Linked DNA regions of Rattus norvegicus: region 2 is linked to region 1. Evidence: chromatin contacts called from public Hi-C data. All regions are on one chromosome and are shown on one strand. Each heading gives the region's core, a stretch centred on a gene start, on an enhancer-like site or on the middle of the called end of the contact. The rest is flanking DNA. Distances are from core to core; before and after follow the strand shown. Region 1 holds the start of Smim36 (small integral membrane protein 36). Region 2 holds the start of Hlf (HLF transcription factor, PAR bZIP family member).

What was found. A called contact is a pair of places that touch in the nucleus more often than the background predicts.
Region 2: a Hi-C map of kidney shows a contact between it and region 1, with 5 times the contacts expected there. The contact joins the promoter of Hlf here to the promoter of Smim36 in region 1. A contact is called at or near these places in 4 of 12 Hi-C or Micro-C datasets (Schwann cells, frontal cortex, kidney and 1 more).

Annotation. Positions count from the first base shown.
Region 1 is chr10:75,499,011-75,505,156 of GRCr8, forward strand. Smim36 (small integral membrane protein 36) reads left to right here and starts at 3,883. Exons shown (of 1, transcript XM_063270006.1): 1 at 3,883-4,410. The coding sequence starts at 3,963. The coding sequence ends at 4,244.
Region 2 is chr10:75,705,094-75,711,239 of GRCr8, forward strand. Hlf (HLF transcription factor, PAR bZIP family member) reads right to left here and starts at 3,327. Exons shown (of 4, transcript NM_001100764.1): 1 at 3,213-3,327; 2 at 817-1,152. The coding sequence starts at 3,327. LOC134480636 (a long non-coding RNA gene) reads left to right here and starts at 5,602. Exons shown (of 2, transcript XR_010055278.1): 1 at 5,602-5,784.

The DNA.
Region 1 (6,146 bases), core at 2,633-5,132:
TGCTCCTAGTATTTACAACCCCTTTTTCTGCCAGCCATCTTCCTTGACCAAGTTGTTTTTCTTTTCTCAGTAACCACTAGATGGCACAATAGGAAAAGGCTTCAGACAATGAAAGAAGACAAGCCCATAGGACAGGGTGGCCACAATGGAAGGAGGGAAGGAGGGAAGGGAGGAAGGAAGGAAGGGAGGAAGGAAGGAAGGAAGGAAGGAAGGAAGGAAGGAAGGAAGGAAGGAAGGAAGGAAGGAAGGAGAAAGGAAGAAGAAAGGCAAGCAGGCATCCTTGTATTGATTAGGTAAAAGAGAGAGGCTTCATTTCACCCTGGACATTACAAGAAGCAGACCTACGAGGGGAAGGCTGGCCATAGAATGAAGTTTAAGCAGAGACAGAGCAGTCACTCGGCAGTAACAACAGGAACAAAACTCTATGCTGGTGGTACTAAAAACCTGAGGCCAAGAGCAGTAATCAATAATCTTAATTCAAATATTAATAGGACACCAAGAGAAACGTTGGCACAATTGCATTGATGGACGAAGAGAAGCTAGGCCATATTAACCATCATGACTCGGGGTTATCACTAAAGGAACCTGGAACCTCTGGGGCAACCCCACTTATAAGAACAAAGGAGCCATATGTACTTTGATTTAATATGGACCCTAGTATAAGGAGTCCTCTTTCACACTCAGTTTTCACAATTGTTTGTGTATCTGCTTCAAGGTGTCAAAGTGCCCCAGATTGTTCTGTGGAGACACCAGGGCCTTGGAGGTGCAAGTTCACTACAGAAGTTAAGAAACTTCTTAGAGTTCAGTGTGGGCAAAGAAGATGAGGTTCTGGTGTAGACTGCGGCCTTTTAAAGCCTGGTCTTGGCCTAAGACATTGCCTGTGATTGACAGACACAAAATAATCCCTCTTATTGGAGTCCTGTATTCACCAAGAAACTTCCTGATTGCAAATGGATTTTCCTAAAGATCTGCCTTCAGGAGGAAGCCAAGCCACGGTCCTTCCACAGTGAGCCACAGGAGCTCAATATATTGGCACTCTATTTTTAACACCTGTCTCCTAGGAGCTTGGTAAATGGGAATTGTTGCCAGGAAAAGGACTTCCTCTTGACAAAATTAATTCTCTGAATCTATTGAACAGTTGTTGAACTGTGTATTGAACACATCCTGGGGGTATCTCTTGGCTGATGTTCAAGGTCCCTTTGAGCAGTTCCCTCACCTTCTGCTTTCTTATTCTCTCATCTGAACTCTAACCAGACCAATCCTGGTTGGCTTCCAAGACTAGATGACACTGGGCACATTCAGAGCAATATGGCCATAGACTTTGCTTTCAACAAAGACTCCAAATACTTATCTAGCAAAATTATCCATGAAGACTCCTGCTAATGCACACTCCAAGACTCAAATCTCAAAGATCTTCACCAGATCAACCTGGGTATGATACAAGCATCTGCGTTAATAAGAAGCTCAACAGAGTCCAAGAAGGATGTCCCCAAACCTACAGCATACGAGAAGCACTCTTCCTGACTCTAGGACCACGATGTCATAGAACATTTTATTTGGAAAAAGATCTGCTGAAGATTGAGTGACTCTCTAAAGCAGTGGTTCTCACCCTTCCTAATGCTATGACCCTCATGTTGTAGTGACCCCCGATCCTAAAATTATTTATGTTGCCACTTCATAACTGTAATTTTTGCTACGTCTGTGAATCGCAATGCAAATATCTGATATGTAGAATATCTGATATCCGGCCAATGGGGTCATGACCCAGAGGTTGAGAAGCACTACTCTCGAGCATTGTGGAATCCTCGGGTTCCGACAGAAGTCTTCACAAATGGGTGCTTCAGAAAGCTGCTTACTAGAGCTTAATAATGCTAAATCAAAACAAAGCAAAAGAAACGTGCCGACCTCAACCTCTGGATGCATCGGCCTTTAAGTAGGAGCATCAAAAGACCACCATTATCATTGGGGAAATGGCCACTGAAGCCCTGTGTGACCAAAAATACACACATACAAAAACCAAGGAAAGGAAATAAATTGTGGGAAGGTAGTGATTAGCTACCTATCATAGTACCCAAATGCCTCGCAGAAGCAACTTAGAGAAGGACTCGTTTTGGCTGGTGGATTTGAAGGGTTCAGTGAATCGTGGCAAAGAAGATGTAGCAGAGCAGAGAAGTTCATGGTGTGGTCCAGGAAGCAGAGAACGGTGAAATGCTAACATTGGGTTCCTTTCTGCTTATCCTCTGTCCAGACCACGAGTCTGTCGGGTGATGCCACCCATAGTCAATGTAGCTCTCCTTCCCAGGTTAATCTTTTCTGGAAGTGTTCTTATAGACACACCCCTAGATGTGCTTCACTAATCAACTGGGTGATTCTAAATCCAGTTGGGTTAATAATGAAGATTTGCTGTTACAGGAGCCCAGTACAAGTAATTTCAAAATGCTAACAGCCGAGCATCCTAGGCAGAGTTTTGCTCATCTATATCAGTCATAAGGAAAGGAAGCTGGGTCTTTCAGCACTATGGAGCAGGACTACAAGTGAAGTAGGAAAAGGTTATAAATAAAAGGATAAACTATTCTAATCCACATACAAATTTATTCCTAACCTCCATCTTTTAAATTTTAAGCCTTATTTTATTTTGAATTATGTATACATGCGCACGCCTGTGTGTGAAAATGCACACACTATTACAAGCTCGCTCAGAACCAGAGACACTAGATCTCCCTAAGCTTCCATTGCAGGCAATTGTGAGTAACTCAGCATGGGTGTTGGGAACTGAACTCAGCTCTTCTTCAAGAGCAACGAGTGCTCTAACCTGCTGAGCCATGACTCCAGCCCACCCCCATCACCCTAAAATGGCGCTTTGTGCGATGAACTGTTTGATATCTGTTTTCTCTGCAGAGCTATCTTACCTTTTACTGCATCAGTGAAGCAATTCCATTCATGAAGCCCAGGAAACGTAGGAGGTGCTTGAGAAGGATATTTAGATTGACGAGTGAAAAGAAAAAAAAAATGAAGGATGGTGACTATCTAAATCCCTTTTCCATTGCTGGGGCAAACACCATGACTGTGACAGATTATAAAACACGGTATTTAATTGAGCTAACGGTTTCCGGGGATCAGAGTCCATGATGGTGATGTGTCAGCACCAGGAAGCACTATGGCAGCTGGGACAGGTAAAAGTCACAGCCTGAGCCACAAGCAAGAGGTAGACAGAGGCACACTTGGAATATCTTGACTCTTTTGAAACTTCAAAACAGTGGTTCACCTCTTCCTACAAGCCTACACCCCTCCCCCAATCCTTCCCAAACAGTTCTACCAAATGGAGACCAAGTGTTCAAACACAGGGACCATTCTTATTCAAACCACCACAGTTTGAATCTACCTATTGGGTACTAGTACTTCCCTCCTGATTTGAAAAAGAAAGTGCTGATCCAAATCCCAAAGGCCTGGTAGCCCAAATCATTCCCTAACTAACATTAAGCTTCCATGAGACGAAGGCCAGCAATGCTACATACTTCACAGCTTTCGGGGTAATCCAGGTTTGCAACTGTGCACTCATTGGCAGCTGTTTTGCTCAATCGCGCTCTCTCTCTCTCTCTCTCTCTCTCTCTCTCTCTCTCTCTCTCTCTCCTTCCTTCCCCTCCTTTTCTTCTTCCCTCCTCTCCCTCTCCCCTTCTCCCTCCTTCCCCTCCTCTTCTCCCCCTACCCCTCTCTGTCTTCCTCCCCATTTCCTCTCCATCTCCCTCCCACACTCCTCTCTCCAGCGTCAGTGGCTGTGGTATTAACAGAAAGAGCTTAAGTTATTAAACCGAGCAGCTCTAATCCCCGAGGTTTCCTGGAGCAGTGGAGATTATTGTATTTTTATTCCAGAGTCCATGTAGCCCTTCTATTTACTCCCTGCGATGCCCAAACCGACCCCAAATGCCTTTCTCTAGACGCACTTCCCCACTGCGGGAGAGGTGATGGAGTTCTACCTGGAGATCGACCCTGTCACCTTGAACCTCATCATCCTTGTTGCAAGCTACGTCATCTTGCTCTTGGTGTTCCTCATCTCCTGCGTGCTGTATGACTGCCGAGGCAAAGATCCCAGTAAGGAATGTGCGCCGGAGAGCACACTGAAAGCCCAGCCTTCCATCCGAGTGGTGGTGACGCAGCACAGTGCTCATGGATCCCACTGGGCAAGGGGACCCAGCCTTCACTTTAAGGATCCTGCTCCGATAGGGAAGAAAAGCACGGTGGTGTGAGACTACAGAAGGGATGCCGAGAAGAGACCAACAAATGTAGCAGAAAACAACTGTCCCTGTTGTGGCTCCTGCCCTTCCCAGGCGCACGTCCTGATTGGCTGAGGAAACGGAGGCTCTGTCTTACTATCTGCCCGGCTGGCTGCTCTCCTTGTGAATAAAACAACTGTTTAAGGTAAGATACCCCATATGGTCTTCAACTGTGTTCTCCAAATACAAGATCTCAGCCAGGATGCTTTGGAACCTTCAAGCCAGTAGGGGTGAACTTCACATAAGGTTTAAAAGACAGGGTGGGTGTTTAATAAATAATGAAACTAGCTCGTCTGTACAACTTCATTATTTTGAGGACTCACACACTCACAGACTTCAGGGTATTATCACACGCAATTTCTCTTCCAATACAAGCTGTGTGGCCAAGGCTGGATTGACCAACCTCTGCATACCTCAGGTCTAGGGATAAGGTCACCTGAAAATTTCAGTTTCCAATGAATCACTTCACTAAAACTACTTGAGGTAATGTTTAACACTTAGTCCTGCTCCCATGAATGTCGGCCTTGTTTCTGTGTGTACCCTCTCATCAGAAAGTTTCATCTCTGGTGACTGGAGAGAGCTCATTCAGAAAAGCCCTTCCTACAAGAACATGAGGATCTGTGTACTGATGTGAAGGTTGGGTGTGGTGGTACCATGGGCCTGCAACCTCAGAGGCAGGCGGATCCCTGGGACGTGACCACCTTCTCTAGCCGAATCAGTGAGCTCCAGGTTCTGTCTCAGTGAGAGATCCTGTCTCAAACAATAAAATAGAGAGCAATAGAAGAAGCTATCTATGCACATACACATGCATGCATACCCATACATGCATGCATACATACACAGACACAGGAAGTTTTACCAGCTAGTCTCAAAAGCTGACTTGATATAATATAAACATTGCAAATCATTGATAAACAACCTGAGATCTTAGAGCTTTTTATTTTAATCCCCCAAAGTGTGCCCACTATGCTCTTGCTCCTTTGTTTGTTGTTGACTAATAAAGTTTTTTCTCCTGCTCATTCATTCATCTGTTTCCACAAGCTTACATCATTATCTCCGTCGTACATTCGAGTATCACACCTCCTCTCCCTTACATGTCTGCTTGGCGATTTACGGAACCTTTCTTCCCATGAGGGTCTGTGTGGAGTTCAAAATGTGCCATCAGCCTCTACCCTCTGACCTTTGCTGCCTAATGGGGGGGAGGAGGGAGACCCAAACAGCGAAGTTGGGAAAGCATTGTGGGTGCTCTGCCAGGATCCCTACAGGGTGCAGGAATACAGATGCATTTGCTCGGTGCTAATTGGCTACTCTCATCTACTCGGTCTTCAAAGAGAAGGCAATTCAACTTGTAAGATAAATGGCTATTTTCCTAGCGGATGAAAGTGTGTCGGGGATATAGGAACATTTTGTATAGAATTTTGTATGTAGGGAATGTCAAAAATGAAGCTTAAAAGCAAAAAAAGAAAAAACGTATTATTAACTCCCTTGATTGTGGAAGTCTAAAACTGTGAAAATTGAATTACAGTGTCTGTGAGAGAAAAGAAAAGAGGAGAGCCTGGCCTAGGCTGGCCTAGCCTGCCCAGCCAGCTTCCACCCTGAATCCTGTTCTGTGTTTACATTTTTGTCTTTACAGGTAGCTATAAAATTATGAAGACAGAGTGGTTCCCTTACATACATGTTCTGAAAACTATGTTGAAAATATGCAGAATTTTGTTAATGCATGGTCAAATATCAATCTCCACTGTTAAAATGAAAATGTAAAATATGATAGAGAAAATTCACACACTGCTTCTAGAAATTTCTCTCTGTACTAATATTCTTCTTTCTTTGCCCTGTCAGTGGATGCAAAGTATATCACTGGAGGAAAAGCCAGCG
Region 2 (6,146 bases), core at 2,077-4,576, 210 kb after region 1:
TGGCTGTCCACTAACCTCAGAGATCCTCTTGAATCCACCTCCCTAGCACCAGGATCACAAATGAGCCACTGTGGGTGGCTTTTTATACGGGCACAAGCCTTGATAAAGGTGGAATAAGCGTGATGAGCAGACGACACTGAAAACCATAGAAAGGCAAGATTGGCTCATAGGAACACAGTGCTATGAAGAAAGAGGTTTAGCCTCGGGCAATAGGAGAGCTTACATTTACTTAGATTCTTGGTCTTAGTCAATGACCAAAGGAGATGAAACAAATGAGAGAGAGAGAGAGAGAGAGAGAGAGAGAGAGAGAGAGAGAGAGAGAGAGCTGTCCTGCACCTCTCCTCACATTTACCCCTTTAGGCCAGAGAAGAATGGATATGGGGTAAATTTCTGAGGTCTACCCAAATTGTCCAGCAAGATCCTATTACCTTAGTGTTAGGAGACCAGGGGAAAGGGGTAGGGGATAGGATGGATGTTTACTTTACATTAACCCATTAGCCCATTCATTAACTCCAGGCTGGAACATCACAACCTGTAGCCTATGAATCGACCACTCAGAATTCTCCTAGGAGTTGGTTAAAATGAACAGTCAGGGTTCCAACCCCAGACCCGAAAACACCAGCTTCTTAAAGGCGGGTCCACTGAGTCCGACTCTGCAGGTGAGAGCTACGCATGCTCACTGAAGGAGGAAGGATATTCAGAACAGGAAGAGAGGGCTCCTCTCGAGAAACATGTGTTAAGAGCTCCTGCTCATGCCAATCCCCCCCACACACCGCTTCCGTCCCGTCCCCTCACATCTAAAGGGTGTGAGTTTACCTGGTCTGATGGGGTTCTGCATACAGTTCGGAGACGGGATGCCAGGGTGGAGGGGTGCCGTGGCCCGGCTGCTGAGATCCATGACTGAAGGAGCAGTGGAGGAAGCAGGTTGCAAACCAGGAGGGTGAGGGCTGTGGTCGTGCTGCGATGGACTAGGGGGGATGCCATTTTCTGACAGAAACTCCTCCAGGTCCATGTATTCCAACTGGAAAGTATCTCCGTCATAGGGAAGGGTTTTGTCCCATAAGGTGGGTCCCAAGAAGGCCGACTGGGGGACGGTCGGGCTGTTGCTACCATCATCCAGCTTCTTACCTTTGTCTCTGTCTTTGCTAAATGCTGAAAAAGAAAGGGAAGGGTGAGCTTTGTTTTTAAAAACAGAAAAGAAAGGGGGTCATTCTGTCACCAGCCTTCCTGCCATCTGTTACAAAACTACTTCTAGGGGGCACTGAGGCCTCTGGGTGCTGTCTTTTGTGGATCTAGAGTTTCAACATCTCCTTATTTACTTTGGAAAGAAAACACTGGTTTGTAGGACGGGCTACCGACTGATCTGGAATGAAAACAAGAGAACAAGCCTTAGTGTTATTTGAAGGGTCAAGTCACTCGCAATCTATTCTGGGAAAAGAACACCGGAGAGTATATACAACCGATGTGCTTTTTAAGGGGACCACCGACAAATTGAGATGATTCTATCTTTCAGAAAGTGACAACAGCAAGAACCTGAGGTCATTCAGACTTAGAAACACCGGTATTCATGGTATTCATGCTTAGTCTGAGTAAGCAGTCCCCGCCCCCACCTTCCCTCATTACTATGCATCTAGTTTCCACGTTATTCCTTTTCATTTATTAGCTCAATAATTATCCCCATTTACAAGGAAGATAAGGATGCTCCCATCATAGAAGGAGCCTGTGGAGGAGGTTTGGAGGGTGGGGGGTGGGTGAGGGGGTAGGTAGAGATGAAGAACTTTCAAACTCATCCATTAGCTTAGCAGGCCACTGGAACACATACGAAAGGACTAAGTCGGTTTTAAAAGGTGGGTTCCTTTTCCCCAAACATTTAAATATCACCTAATTTGCAAAAAAGAAAAGTATACATTTATGCATCCCGTCACAAAGCAGTACTATACAAAGGTGCTGTGTTCTACACTATGAGGGGAAGAATGCAGCTATTTCCTGCCTTGAAATACAGCTCCCCCGGATTGGTCTTTACCGAGCTGCAGTTTTGCCAATATTCAGGTGTGGGTGGAATCAGGGATTACAGAATTTGATTCCGAGTTGTTTTTTCTCCCCCTTAGAGAAATGTAGTCCCAACGCCACCCATTTGAATCTTCAAATCCTCCGCAGTTTCATTAGAGAGTCAGACTTAAAAACATCGACCACAGAAGCCTTCTCCCCAGTGCTATTCCTTAAGAAGCAATGCGGGAGGACATTGGGGGCGGGGGAGGGGGGCGGTCTGTACGCGCAATCTAGCACCAGCAACTCTTGCAATGCAACAGGCGTTCTCTCCTAGGGAAAATGATGCAAACACCCCGAAGCTATTTGCAGCCAAATAATCTTTTCAAGACTTTATGCAGGAACAGCATGATTCGCTTTTGTCACTGTGATAACACCAAAGGCAAGAAACTACACCGGCTCAAAACACAAATCCGTCCGGCCTCAGCTGCGTTCCCAACCAGGTCTCACATGCAAAACCCCCTCCCCACCATCCCCTACCCCTGTCTCCTCAGCTCCAAGCTACGGTTGCCTAGGGAAGGTCTGAGACTTACCAAGAAAAGGGCTCAAGCCAGAGGAGGCTCCTGCACGCGGTTACACGTGAGCCTGCTCAGCTCTCCCCTCCCACCGGGAAGAGAGCACCGGGAAAGTGTCAGCGCTGGAGGCGTGCACCGCTTCCCGCCGACAGACCACTCCCCCCCACCCCCACCCCGCTTGGTGAATTGCAGGCCAGCGGGAGAAAGCGCCTCTCCGCTCGCGCCGCGTGAGTTCACAACACAAAACAGTAACACAATCCGAAAATATTCAGGCTGCCGACTGAGAAACCCCCACTTACTCGGACCCCTCCCCCGCCTCCAACCAGCCACCTCCCGCCCTTTCTCCTCTCCAGTCCCGGAGACACACGGGTCTCCGCGGAAGCGCACACCCTGTCACTCAAAGCAGCGATCCTGACCGGTCAAGTTCACCTGTCACCTGCGCTGCAGGACAGACCTAGAAAGGCGGGCGAGCCAGGTTCCCAGCGCTATTTCAAATGTGGGATCCTCTTTGCACTGGGGAGAAAGAGGGGGTGAGCCCCCCAATTTCACTAAAGCGAGGCGAGGGGAAGAGAGATGCTGGTGCCCGGCCGACCAGGGGGTCCCTGGGAGTGTCGTCCCTTCCCTGAGCCCAGCTGCCGAGGCAACGCTCACCGTCTTCAGGATGAAGGGGGAGCTTCAGCGGGTTCTCCAGCAGGGACCTGAGCACGCCGTAGGGAGGCGGGATAAAGGTAGGGTTCAGGGGGAGCTGTCGGGACATTTTCTCCATCGTGATGCACGCAAATTGTCTTTTAAAAAGAAGGCCAATCGCCGCCCCAAAATGTTGATGAGCTTTTTTTTCCTCCGTCCTTTGCCAACCAAAAGTACTCGCTTTCAAAACAGTGCAGACAAGGAAGGGAAAAAAAAAATCACTTCTGTCTTTGTAAATACATCAGCGTACAAATATCAAAATAAAATAAAAATAAACAAGAAAACTTTCGGGTTCTCAGTGCTGACAGTCCAGGGAAAGAAAGCGCACCGAGCGCCGCGGACTCCTCCGGCCCTGTGTAGGATGCTCTTTCTCACCTGCCTCCAACACCACTCAGTCTTGCAAAATGTTCAAATTTGCAAAGGGGGGCAGAAAAAGGAAAGAAAGAATAAAACACGTAGACGGCTGCAGATGAGCAGAAGGCAAAGCGCGGGCCCCGGACCCTCGCGCGAGCACCCGAGGCTGTGCGGTCCCGCCCCACCCCCCTCCCCGCCGCGGCCGCTGCTCCCCGCGCTCCGCGGCCCCGCAGCGCCGGGCTCAGCGCATCAGGCAGTCCATGTGCCGCTGCCCTGACAAGAGTGACGTCAGGGCCCGCACCGCGCGCCGATAGGCGTGCAGGGGCGGGGCCCAGATAGGCCCCTCCCACCCGCCCCGCCCTTCCAGGGCTGCGTGTGTAGCATCGCCGCACGCGCTGTTTTTCCCGACCTTGCAGCGTTGGTGGGCTGCTAAAAGCGCAGGTGCCAGATTTCCTAGTTCGCTCACTGCCTTGCGCTGGGAATAACTCCGCTATCTCTCGCCCTGACTCCTTTTGCATGCTAGCTCTTTTTTTTCCTCCCAGAGTGAGCAGGGCGATGAGAAATTCCTGTCAGTGGTTTTCAAGGTGGAAATAAATTGGTGATTTAAAAGGAAAAAAAGCAAAAAGATGGCCAAGTGGCATCCGGGATTTAAACTAGACCCCCTGGGGCGATGTCCTGGTAACCAATGGTTTTTAAAGCTGCCTCAGGTAGCTCCAACCAGAGGAGGCGTTTAGGAGGCTCCTATTTGGATGGACGTAAAGAGAATGACTTCTGGGTAGTTCTCCTCAGTTCCTGATGAGTTTAGTACCTCCTTCTAGCCCCACTCCATATCCGACCTAAAATATCAACTTTCTTGAATTCTAAACAGCGTGGCAAACGTAGAAAGGAGACAGGAGCTGTAGACTGAGCTGAAGTGAACTGGCTCCCACGCTGTCGCAGGAAATTAACAAGACATTTGCATGCAACAGAAGGATGGCAGGAGAGACTTACACACTGAATGAATATTAGGAGTATTTACAAGACCCAGCATGGCTGTAATTGGGCCAACTTAGAAGGTCTGAATACTAATTAAAATACATTTGTAAACTATTGGTTAAAAGGTTAGGGGAATCTTGATGTTTGTGGCTTCTTCACTTCCCTCTGGTTTTTGACCTTGGTGCTGAGGGCCTCAAGGTGTGGGTGAGGACACCCAGGCAGAGTGGATGCGGTGGAATGTAGGCGTTCTACCCTCATCTGCCAGGAGAGCTGAGACCCACGAACAGTATCTCCAGAATCCTCTTTCCGCCTTACACTCCCCCACCACCAATTGCACATTTCTTTTTTTTTTTTTTTTTTTTTTGGTTCTTTTTCTCCGGAGCTGGGGACCGAACCCAGGGCCTTGCACTTCCTAGGTAAGCGCTCTACCACTGAGCTAAATCCCCAGCCCCCAATTGCACATTTCTATCCAACACTAAGTGTCCCCCTGTCCTGTGGAGGATCGTGTGTGATCGGGGTTTTTGTTTTGTTTTGTTTTGTTTTGTTGTTTGTTTTTGTTTTTTGTTTTGCAGTACTGATGATTGAACTTAAGGTCTTATCCATGTCCAGCCAGTGCTGTCCCATAGTGAGTTGTCTCAGACCTTTGAGGAAGAGTCTGCAAGACGCTCTTCAATGAGACATAAAGGTCTTCGTAAGCATAGACTGGGTCCCTGGGGTACAAATATTACTGGGGTCCCCCTCCCACACCTTGCTACCAAGAATGGAGGGATAAGAAAGGGAGGAGAAATCTAAAATTCAGGAAACTCTGAGGTCCCTGGTCAGGGGCACTGGAAGTTCGTGCAAAGTGACCCTGGCTCTTTATGTGAGCAGAAGTTTCCACTCAGGTGGCTGATTTTGGGGCCTTCATTTTCTCCGGCTTGACACCTGGGCAAAATGAGTGGTAAGATGACATTCTGAGATGCTCTTGTGATGTCAGATTCCAGAAACAAGAGTCACCTGAGCCTCTGTGGTCAATGCTGTGTGCATTTAGTGAGCACCACAGCACGCCACTGACTGGGCTGGGGCTGGTCAGAGGACGCATAAGACATGGCTGTACCATGGAACGACTGCCACAGAAGCAAATGGAGCCTGGTCTTCAAAAATCAGGAACAGAGAGAGCGGACATGGGCATCTGTTATTGGAAGGAGAGTTCAGAGAAGCCCCTGAGGTGGGCTTGGAGTTAATGGTCCCTTATGAGCTTCCCAAATCCTTCAACGCCTTTGTTTTTTCAGAAAAGATGGGACTTGTGGGAGCTGAAGAGATTAATCTGTGGATTAAAAAGCACTTGGGGGCTGGGGATTTAGCTCAGTGGTAGAGCGCTTACCTAGGAAGCGCAAGGCCCTGGGTTCGGTCCCCAGCTCCGAAAAAAAAAGAACCAAAAAAAAAAAAAAAAAAAGTCAAATGTAAAAAGCACTTGGGTCATAAGAATGAAGATACAGACTTGGATGCCTAGCATTAACATAAAAGGAGAGGGAGAGAGAGAGGGAGGGAGAGGGAGGGGAAGAGGTAGGGAGAGGAGGGAGGGACGGG